2 separate regions of the Gossypium hirsutum genome follow, and region 1 is linked to region 2. Evidence: chromatin contacts called from public Hi-C data. All regions are on one chromosome and are shown on one strand. The core of a region is the stretch at or near the end of the contact, and the rest is flanking DNA. Distances in the headings are between cores, read along the strand shown. Region 1 has its middle 24 kb from the start of LOC107919910. Region 2 holds the start of LOC107920360 (probable E3 ubiquitin-protein ligase ARI8).

What was found. Hi-C and Micro-C count contacts between places; a contact is called where the count stands out from the background.
Region 1: a contact with region 2 is called in a Hi-C map of leaf, with 1.7 times the contacts expected there. The contact joins the enhancer-like site here to the promoter of LOC107920360 in region 2. A contact is called at or near these places in 10 of 34 Hi-C or Micro-C datasets (anther, callus, hypocotyl and 2 more).

What each region holds. Positions count from the first base shown.
Region 1 is chrD13:31,785,302-31,791,398 of Gossypium_hirsutum_v2.1, reverse strand. No RefSeq gene overlaps it. Among protein-coding and RNA genes, the nearest start is that of LOC107919910, 24 kb to the left of the region's middle. Within about 2 kb of position 2,283, at least 7 of the 9 cell types and tissues checked have an H3K27ac peak or open chromatin away from gene starts, as enhancers often do. A contact at or near this core is called in leaf, where this site is marked.
Region 2 is chrD13:31,553,248-31,558,794 of Gossypium_hirsutum_v2.1, reverse strand. LOC107920360 (probable E3 ubiquitin-protein ligase ARI8) reads right to left here and starts at 1,339. Exons shown (of 15, transcript XM_016850039.2): 1 at 694-1,339. The coding sequence starts at 882.

The sequences.
Region 1 (6,097 bases), core at 1,034-3,533, 230 kb before region 2:
ACAGGCTCTCAAATTCCATCTTACTCGAGCTCAAGACCGAATGAAACAAATGGCGGATAAAAAACAAACTGAACGGGAATTCAAGGTGGGTGATCTCGTCTATTTGAAGCTACAACCCTATCGTCAACATTCTTTACGCCGGTTCAGGAATCAAAAGTTGGCACCTCGATATTTTAGACCTTTTCCTATGGAAGCTCGGGTAGGACATGTGGCATATAGGTTGGCATTACCACCGTCTGCTCGAATTCATCATACCTTCCATGTATCCCAGTTAAAAAAACACATTGGTTCTGCTGTGAGTGCTCCTTACCTTACCACCAATTGGTTTGGATGGCGGCCTTCTTAAGTTACCGGTTCGGGTGTTGGATCGACGTTTGGTCAAACAAGGGAATCAAGCTGCAGTGGAGGTCTTGGTCGAATGGGCGGTTACCTTCCCAGAGGATGCTTCGTGGGAGAAATTATTGGATCTTCAGTGTCAGTTTCCCACATTTGATCCTTGAGGGCAAGGATCTTTTCCAGATCGAGCAATTGTTATGGATCGTTAACGGTAATATCTTGGTTTAGATTTCTGTTAAGTCTGTTAAAATATTACTTAAGTAAACGCCGTATTTCATTAAAGGGCTTAGTGATACGGTGAGTTTTACATTGTCAAAACGGATGCGTTTTGTCTATCGCAGTAGCGGTTATTGAATTCCATATATGATTTGTAGCAGAATAGAGGAAAGGCATGCAATATTGAATCTGGTTTTCAGTCTCTTTTCTTCTCACAATTTTCTTCTCTCTAAATTCTTCTTTTCTATTCTCAATCCTAGTCCGATCTCGATTTATTCTTCAACAAGCTGCTCTCATAAAGGTACTAAAAACCAAGGCCATTAGGCTTGCTTGCTCTTTGGCTCATAGAAAATGATGATCTTCTATAATTATGGAATCTTATTGTAATGGCCCAAAATTTCTCAGTGTCGAAAGTTTACAAAGTACTAGAAATAAAAAATATTGAGTTGTTCTGGAAAGTTAGACTAAAATATTTCTAAGAATGAGTACTAGTTATCTTTATGACTCGATATAATTGAATTTTCATAATAATTATGACCCATACCTTTAGCTAATTTAGCTCTTAATACAGGATCGTTCAAGTCAGGTTTTTTTGTTATTAGGATAGGTTAATTTGTTTAGATCCATCCCCCAAAGGAACCGGACATGATAATTTTTCATCATCTGATTCAAGCAAAAGTCAATCGAATCAAATGGATACAAACGGATACTTATAAAATAAATCCATATTCTATATGTTATCTCCACATATATGAATGGTTCCATATGTAAGAAAAAAGGTACCTGATTCCATTTTACGGAGTTGCAATTATACATTCCAAGGAATTTCATTTTTTTAGGTAAATGCTCAATACCCAAGTAGGCGTACAAAGTTGATTGTGATCAAGTGCTTTATGGGTCGTATTAGGCCTTACGATTCACCTTTATCCCAAAAATATATCGAGATTTTTACATACAAAGGGTTTACTTGTTACTAATATAGTCTAGCCTTTGCTCTTCGCCTAGGTTTGGTAGTAAGGTAATTAGAACGTTTGAAAATGTGAAGTGATTAAATGATATGTAATTGTATGTATTGTTGACTTTATGATTATTGGTGTGTTTGGATGCTTAAAAATGCAATTGTTGCGTTGAAAGACGTAATTATGCTGCTACTTGTGTTTCAATTCAATGATGAGATGTTAATTGATTGAAAGTTCATGTTTTAGTTGCTAAAAAACCCTATTAAATGATTTGGAAAGTGTTTTGTAATGCCCTAAAATCTTTCGGTTTATCGTACGATGCTTTCTCGAATTAACAAAGAGGATTTGCGGAGGTTCAAGTGGATTGTATGAAGAAAGGTGCCAGTATATGAGTGCCCTTTATGGGACGTATATGAGAGCCCCTTTATCGGATGTATGAAAGTCCTTTATGGGACGTTTGAATGAAGGCAGGTCTATGACCATGGCCAGATCCAATGAGATCTACAAAGCAATTCACATTATGAATTCGCCTGACTTGCCTAGGTTGCATAATCATGGGAAAGTTCGCAAGTTAAAATCTTGTGTGAGAATATATATATGTATGTTGGCTCTTTGCATCCACAAAATTGGGATCCGCTTGATAAGTCCACCAAGAGAGGGTTATCTGGTTACGTGAGTCCATATGTGCAAGATAAGATAATCCATCAGGATTATCTTACAGGTATGATTCCGTAAATAGGGGATTCGCTCTTAAGAATTTGCCTACATGTTATCTGTTTCTAGAAGTGGACCACTATGGATGGGTTATCTATTATTATTGAGGTAGGATACGACGATTCACTAGATTGGTCTGTTTGATTAAGATGAGCTGATTTTCTTTCTTAACCCACAATAGGAGTCTTCTTTATGAATCTGCCAGTATGTTTTCGTAAAACATGAATATGCAGACTTGGGTCTAAATTAGGAATAGATAAGGACCGTAATACAAATCTGAGTTCATTAGGGCAAGTCGCTAACAGCAGTTCGCAACAAGGACTTTTCGCCAAAATCTAGCTTATTTGATTATCTGTAATTATTGGTGCAAGACACACTAAGGGGGATTATTTATGTAACATCCCAAATTTTTTGAGAGAATTAAGGAGTGAGTGCAGTAGTCTTTGAGACCTGAGTTTGAATCCCTTCTATTGCATATTGTTGAATTTTTTACAAAATTTTCTTCTTGCTCCTATTGTATTGCTATCCAACGTAGTAACCCTAGGGTTAAGTATACTTTTTTTTTAAATTTTCTGTACTTCTTCATTGTTCTCCTTTTGTAGCTACCATCCAACACCTCATCTTCCTTCTCTCTCAATATATTTTTTTTCCTTTCTCTTCTCCTTTCTTGAGTTACCCATACCCTAGTCTTTTGCACCCTCTTTACTGTCCACTTCTCCTCTACTGGTGGTGGTTTTTTGTTCATTTTCTTCAACTTCTTGCTGTCCTTTTTCCATTCATTTTCCAATCTTCATTTTTTTATTTTTACCACACGAAAACAACCCTCATTGCTTCCACAAAAAAATCACCATTGTCGCCCTTCTCCTCTTTGTGTAGGTGATGTTTATTTTCTCTTCCTTTTATTTCCATTTATTATTGATTTATTTCTGGAATTTTATGTTAATTTGTTGTTAAAAAATAGCCTCCTTTTAGCCTTATACATTCCCTAAAAATTTCCCAAGGCAGCACTCTAAACCACCGCCGTTGGGGGTGTTTCCCGTTCCTTAAAACCTCTATTGTGTCTGTCGATTTTTGTCCTTATTATACTGATATAACTCTGTTTCCATCCCCTTTTCCTTTATTTTTTCAAATTTAAAACAATCCCTAAGCAGCCCCTCTTTGTGCCGTCCATGGTGGTGTGCCTTAAACACCACTTTGGGGGTTGATGTTTTATCACTTTTGCCACCCTTTTCTAGCTAGGAAAATATTGTCACTCGACTCATATAATCAGTTTTTAATCATGTTTTTATAATTTTTAGGCGAAGTCGTTTCCCTTCATTTGGTGACACGAAAGTAGTTAACGAGTAGCGTAAGTGCAGAATTTAGCGAAAGCTAGTATTGTATTAATTTCGCTTAAAGCTGATGTTTTGGCCAGATATTTCTAAGGCCTTTTAGTAAAGTTTAATTACTGATTTTTTTTTATAAAATTGATCATAGGTACTGATTGTAACATCCCAGACCAGCAGCAAAATCGGAACCTAATCGCACTCTCGCTAAGCGTTGTTTTAGTGTAAGATTGATCATTTTTTTGAATTTGAAAATTCGTTATTGAAATATTGCCTTGTCTAAACCCTTAGGAATGTTTCAAGGCTGGTCATAAGTGTAAGATGAATGTTTTAATGATTTTTTTTAAATCAACGATCGTTTAAGGTGCGAAAGTGTGGCTCTTTACAGCGTAATGCTGCGAGTTGCGAATTAAGGTGTGAGTCCAAAGTTTAAATAATTGTTTGTAATACATTAAAATATATGTTGAATTGGTAAATATTGCTTGCTGGTAGGACATGGCCGAGTGGCCAAATAAGAATATTGAACCGTGCCGAGCATGGTACGTTATTTACAATTTATCGAGAGATAAGCCTTATCAAATTTGCATGAATGCACATTTGGTGTGTCTGATTAATTTGTTGCATGCTTGATATTGATATACTTTGTAATGACATGATATGGATTGTTATTGTTTACTGGGTACTTGAATAGCATGCAACTCATTGAGTCATTGTTTGATTGCATATTAAGTGTGTTTGATTGCGACGCCATTTCATCGATTGACTGAAGGCTTGCAATCCATGTACTAAAACTGTTACCATAAGCATGTTAGGCACGCCATTAAACTGAATATGTTACTATGAGCATGTTTAACCATGCCATTGAATTGAATATGTTACCGTAAGCATGTAAAACATGTCATTGTACTAAAATCAAACTGAAAGCATGATTTTGCTCAATGATTGTATGTCTTATTGCATATGCATGAGGTGGGTTCTTGTGGTTGATGGAGGAGTTTCGTGGAGTACCGACGACAGTTAAATTTCGCAATGTTGTTGTCAGTGCACTGCACTGGGAGTACCGAAGAGATTGGAAATTTTGTCGCATTATTGGCAGCTTGTTTGCATTGTTGCTGGCTTGTCCACACTATTGGTAGTTTCACGGCATTTACCATTATTGGTGGCTTGTCCACGAAATTGACTGCTTGTCTGCATATTTATTGGCAGTTTATCTGCATATTTATTAGCAGTTTATCTGTACTACTGTACTGGTGGTTTATCCACATCGAGCTTTGGCTTGCATTGTTTGGTGTTTGGCAAACAGGTCTTGGAGAACTCGTGGTGTGTAGCAGATGGATGGGTAGGAACCTTTTTGCATTGCATCATGCTCATGACATTTTCGTACGTTTATTGAAATTTTCCTTGTATTGTACTGTATTATAATGAAATTTTTGATTGATTATATTTATATTGATTCACACTGAGCTATTTTAAGCTCACCTCTTAGTCTTAACTTCTTAGGTAATGATCGAGACTAGGATCAGACCCGACATGTGGACGTATCATGGACTTCGGACTATTTTTACTATTAATAATTTTGAATAAGTATTTATTCAGTTTTTGGACTGTAAAGTATTATTTTTGGCTCTGGTTTGTGGTTTTCGGATTTGGGTTTTATGCATGCATTATTTAAACACATCGACTATATATGTTAATTAGAAAATGCATGTTACTCAACCTAATTAAAGTCTGACATGTATAGTGTTTTTTCGCTGCCTTGAAAGATAATGAAATTTTGCAAAACAAAGTAAGAAGCAACGAGTTTCTAGAAACATCACTATCAATAATAAAAAATGAGACTTAAGAATGGATGGCTTAATAAAATCTGTATTATGGTATTTCATGTATGAAATCTCATAGTGAAAGCTTTATGTGTGCAAGGCTTTGTATAATCGAACATGAAATATTCTGTTTTCAAGTCATCCGTAATAGATTAAAGGCAATCGAGTAAGATGAGTTGTCTTCCGGAATGCGCAAATAATTAAGCAGTGGTGTCTTTGAGGATAATGCACCAAATATAAGTGTGCCAGTTTGTATGATGTAAATACTACACTAATGATATTGGCAAATCGTCCTAGTACATATAGTTAGACTTAAATTCTATATCATGAAACGCCCGCTTGTGCATCGCATCGCGCTCATGACATATTCGTATGTTTATTGAAATTTGCCTTGTACTGCATATACTGTAATGAAATTGTAATTGATTATATTGATATTGATTCACAATGAGCTATTTCAAGCTCATCCCCTAGTCTTAACTTCTTAGGTAATGATCAAGATTAGGATCAGACCCGACATGCGAATGTGTCATGGACTTCGGACTATTTTTACTATTAACAATTTTTAATAAGTATTAATTCGATTTTTGGACTGTAAAGTATTATTTTTTACTATGGTTTGTGGTTTTCGAATTTGGGTTTTATGCATGCATGTTACTCAACCTAATTAAAATTTGATATGTATAGTGTTTTTCCGCAACTTTGAAAGATGAAGAAATTTTGTAAA
Region 2 (5,547 bases), core at 90-2,589:
AGAGTTTGGCAGCACGATTTTGACTTAGAACTTTGATATGTTTATTCAACACCTAAAGAAACTAAAGTTGAAGATTCTTGGGAAAAACAAAAATCAAAAGGTTTGTGAAAACAGAAAGAAATGGAAAAGTTGGTAAGTTTTAGTGAACCGACAGGTCATGGAATCATTTTATTGTGCTATTTAATTTAATTTCCTTTTCATCCATTCTGTTCAGTACCAACCTTAGCACTGCACATAATCCAATGGTTCAGTATCTAGAAAAAGCTTCGAATAAATAAATCTTTTTACGGGTAAGATCAATTTTTTCCGACTTTAGGAACCAAAAAGCTTCAAAATCTTGTGTGTAATCTCAAAATTTTACGGAGAAAAAAAAAAGAAAAATGAAAATCAAGCATATTAAGGTAGTCAATGTTCGCAAGCATTACCTCCTAAAGATAATATAATTTGTTAAAAAAAAAAGGCAAGAGCAATTCAATAATCACGCAGAAAAAAAAAACAATTTAATTGGAATTAGAAAAGGTTCAAATTTGTACGAAATAATAATGCATGTGACAAGCATTTAACTCACATCAACAAATTACAACATAAGCCACAAAATTAATACTGAAAAAGGAAGGCATAAGTTTTAATTTCTAAAGGAAAAAATCAAAGCAAACAAAGCGAAACCCAAAGGGAAAAAAATGGAACAGATACCTGGTGACTATGAGAGACATAATCAACGGAATCATCAGAATCGTTGTCGATAAACTCGTAATCAGCGTCATCGGCGTCGGAATCATCGTAAGTAGGTATGGCTCCAGCATCATCGTCGCGGCCACTGTAGAAATCGTCTTCCCCCGACTCGTTGGCATCGTGCATATCGAAATCATCCTCCGACTCCATATTCCTGCTTCCTTTCTTCCTTTCTTCCTTCCTTCTTTAAATATATATAATCAAGGGAGAAATCAAAACAAAGCAAACCCTAGCAGGAATAGCCCGGATGGTGTGAGATCAATGAAGGATAAATTAGGTTGGAGAATGAGTGGCAGAGATGTAAATAAGGGGAGAGAAAATGTGTGAAACTAGGGAGGGAAAGGAAAAGCAGAAAGGAAATGGAAATCGAAAATAAAATCCAGAAACTTTAGTAAGTTAAATTCGTTTTGGCTTTTGATGGGGTGAACACTGGAGAATCAAGAAAAGAAAACAAAGGTGCAATTAATTTTATTTTATATAGTTAATTATATTTAGCAAAAATACAAATTTAGTAATTCTGGACCGAAAATTAAAACATGGATCTACAAAATCACACCATCACTACTATTTGGACCGAAATTGAAGGGAAACACGTTGCAAATTTTTAACGTCAAAAGTTTTTTTTTTTCAGAAAAGGAGCATAATCATATATTTAGGTTGAAACTGGATTTTTTTTAACACCAAATAATAAGATTAATTTAGCATTGTTTTCAAGAAATAGTTTTGAAACAAAAAAATATTTTATTTAGTAATATTTTTATCTTAAAAGTATTTTTTGTCCTAAAAGTATTTTTTAAAAGTAATGTTAAATTGATTCTAAGAAAGCATTAGCGAGCAAAAAGGAAGTTAAAAGACCATGCCATCTTTATATATGTGGATACAAAGATGTTTAAGTTTATATTTATAAATATAAGAAGTATATATAATATAAAACTCTACTTATAATAAACATTAGTCTTAACTACATCAAATTTATCTTGATTTTAATGGATATTTATTTAATAATAAAATATTCATAACACTCATGTCCATACCTTTTGAAAAAAATTAGTGAGGGAAAAAAAGTATATTTACTTCTGGTGCACATAACATGTTACTTCATTAAAAATTTTATCAGAAAAATCTAGTGGGACAAAACCTTGAAAAAGGAGTACAATGTGTATTTACTCCCCTCATGGCTACATCACATTATATCTCATATTTTATGTATTTCATCTTGAATATTAACTTTTCAAATGATCACTTGAACTAATTTACTAAACATTTATATTATTATTCTTTTGGAAGTCATAAGTGAGGAAGACTTTTTGAGACATATTTTAATCTATTCAGGAGTCCCAACAATAATCATAGCAAACTTTGATCATGATCCTTCTATACATGTATATCTTGGATCATTTTATAATCTTCTTTCAACTATTATACATTAAGTCAAGTTTACCACATATATTTAAATCATTTCAACTCATATAAAATTGATGCAAACATATTGAATAATTTCCTAGGAATTGTTATATGTTTCTAGCATTCTAAATCCTTCAAAGATTTAAATATAAACTTCATTGTATTGATTCGTATAAAAGGTTATAACAATAATCATAAGACCCATGTCAAATATTTCATAAACTATTAGACTTAATAATATATCTAAAGGTTATTGCATCAACCATAAAAGAATATTGTATCTTTTCATAATTTGTAACCCATTTTTATTTTGGTCAAGCTTTTCCATGTCTATATTTCTCGATAGATTTATTCAAAATCCTCATTTAGTTGATTCTCTCAATTATAATATCATTGCAGACAAAATCATTGTCAACAATTTTTCATATTTCAAGGTTCCAAATTTTCTTATATTGGCATAACTTAACAAGATCTTCTTATTTTCATTATTTCCATCTTCAAGTACATGAATCTCTTTGGGAGTTTTAAATTACTTATGTCTTAGGTCTATTTTGAAGCACCGCCTCCACTATATGAACATTTAGATTTATTATTTTCTTTTACAATAATTTTCATCTTTGGAACCAATTGAACTACCATGCGTTAGATATGCATTACTTTCATTTATTCTAACAAGTTATTCTATTGGGACTTGAATTCAAATCAAAACTTTAGCTAGTATATAACACTTGGTTTTCTTATCAGGCCAGTAAATACATCTAACAAATAACTTGTAATAAAGTGAATTATCTTTTTGAACTTCTGGTTCAAATTACTTTCTATGAGGATCTAGATAATGATAATTCGTTCTAAGTAATTTATTTCATCCAACTATTATTTACCTCCCCCTAATGTTGAGAAACTGTCAAATCAAAGTTGTAATCGCCAAATCATGTTAAAATTGAATCTTTAATTCATTCAAAACATTTAAAAATATAAGAAGATTCATAATTAATATATATTATCTACTTTATTTGAATACTCATTTTGGGCATTGCGGTGCCCCTTTATTCATTCATTGATTATTCTCTTTTGAGTTATTAAATTTCTTTCTGAGTATTCTTTTGAAGAATTTCTCTTGAGTTTTCTTTTAGAAGAGTTTTAACTATATTTTTAGATTGTAGGAATCATCTTCAAGCTTTTTCTTGCCAAAAAGTCTTTCTTTGAGGGAAAATTGGAGTTGTTTGAAAGGGGTTCTGGATTCATCTTATTTCCAAAGCTCTTAAGACTTTCTACACACTACTTTAATATTTTCCATCTTTTTTCTTTCTTTTCTATTTTTCTCCCGTTATGTTCTTTTTATTTTGAAGCTAATATTTGAATTTACTTAATTCCAAGTCTTGTTTCCATCAAAAGGGACATTCTCTTATCTTATCTCATCAAGAAACATCCTAAAAATAGTTCTTTGCTTTTCTTGTTGTTTGAACTCTTTTGTTACAGAATAGTTTTCTTTTGGCTTAAATCTTTATTCTACTAAATTGTTTTTGTTATTTTGTGTCAGATCTAATTGGAGACTTCTTTAGAGCCCAATAGTTGTTTATTCTCTTTCAAGAAATCTTATTCTACTCATTCTTGGACTCCTTTTGGCCACCCTTACCTTTCTTTTTTGTTGGGCTTCTTTTTTAATTGTTTTCATTCAATTTCTAATCTATTTTTGTTTCTTTTGTTTAGATCTTAATTTGATAGCCTATTCTTCATCAAGAATAACCCAAACCCCTCCAAATATCTAGTTATTCATTATTCTTGGCTAACCAAACATTCTCTTTAATCTTTCTTGTGATTTCATTCGGTTTTAGTCTGTATTCTTTAAATTTGTTCTAATTATTTGTTTTCACTTAATTGACAAGAACAAGAGTTTCCTTAACCGACTTGGATTCCTTCAAGAACCCTAGTTCTTAATTCGGTCTCCTTTTTTTTTATTATTTGATTTTATTAATGCCCTATCAATTCTAATTTGGATTGTTCGTATTTTAGGTTAAGTCAAACTCCAAGTTTCTTTCTGATAATCTAGAGCCCTAAGTCAAATCTGCGACTTTGACAAACTTGTTGTCCTATTCTGCACGTGTCACTATCATTTGGTATTAGTTTCTTGGGCGTTTTGGGTGTTCTTTGTGTTTTTACAAACTAATGTCTAGCAAAACAACCTCAAACTTGTTTTTTTACCCATTTTTTAGAAAAAAAAATATTTTTTTAGTGGATAAATGTTTTGCAAACAATCTAAAACATTTCATATTGATTCTTGGCATTCTTTTAGAATATTAAGAAAATATTTCCCACAAAAAAATGATCAAAAAAGTGAAAAATAGAAAAATATGATAATTTTAAAAATTTTAAAAAATATTTTGTGGGTTTAATTTCATGCCTAAACTTTTCCAATTAGATCTACATTGTTTGAGAAGACTCCAGTTTAAATTAAGTGATTTTTAGAAATCGGGAACACCTCGAACAAACCTTGTCAGGTTGCTCCGCAATTGTCTGGTTTTCGGGTTTTAGCGATTTCCATTGACTCTTAGCCTTAGGTTTTAATTTTTTTTTAATTTATTGTTCTTTTACACATTCTAACACTTAAATCATGTTTCACATTCCTTCCTTTATGCAACACAATTCTTTGGTGTTCAACTAATTTTGAACTCCTAATGCCATTAGGTTTGTTTTGTGTAATGTCCTAATTTATTTAACCTTGATTTTGTGAAATCTATCATAAATAAGTATCTGCTTTAGTGACTAAGTGTTTTGATTGTGTGTTTGAGGTCTTGGGTTCAAGTCCCACTTTTGGAAAAATAAGCTATTTTTTATCCTAACCTATTCCTTGGCGATTGGGTTTAAATTTTATTTTCAGTAAATTCATATCAGAATGGGCCTACTGTTTTAAGTGGTAAGGTGTTAGCTTACCCTAAGGTCTCGTGTTTGAATCCTCGTGTGAGCATGAATGATAATTTTTTGCTTCTATTATGTGATAGAGGTTCGGTGGAACCAAAACTCTTTGGTTGTTAGATAAGTATCAAGGTGTGGGTTAGTGAAAAGTTAAGATATTTGTTAGAAAATAATAATTTTCTTTTTATTATTATTTTATTTTCTATTATTGTTTTCAAAAAAAATTCTCTCTATTTTGATGTTTCTCTCTTCTCACATTTTGACTTTTTCTTTCTGTTTTCCCCCTCCTTGTGCTCTGTCGATTTCTTTTCACTTCTCCTTTGATTCTGTCGTAATTCTTCATTCATATCGCTGTTCTTTGAATTCACGGTTCCTTCGTTTGGTTCGGTAAGTGGTGTGTGGCTTATTATTATCTGTTTTCGCTTTTGGTTTATGTAAATCAACTGTGGAATTTTCTTTTGAAAGGGGTAGGGGTGTGTAGTTAGGGGATTTGATGTT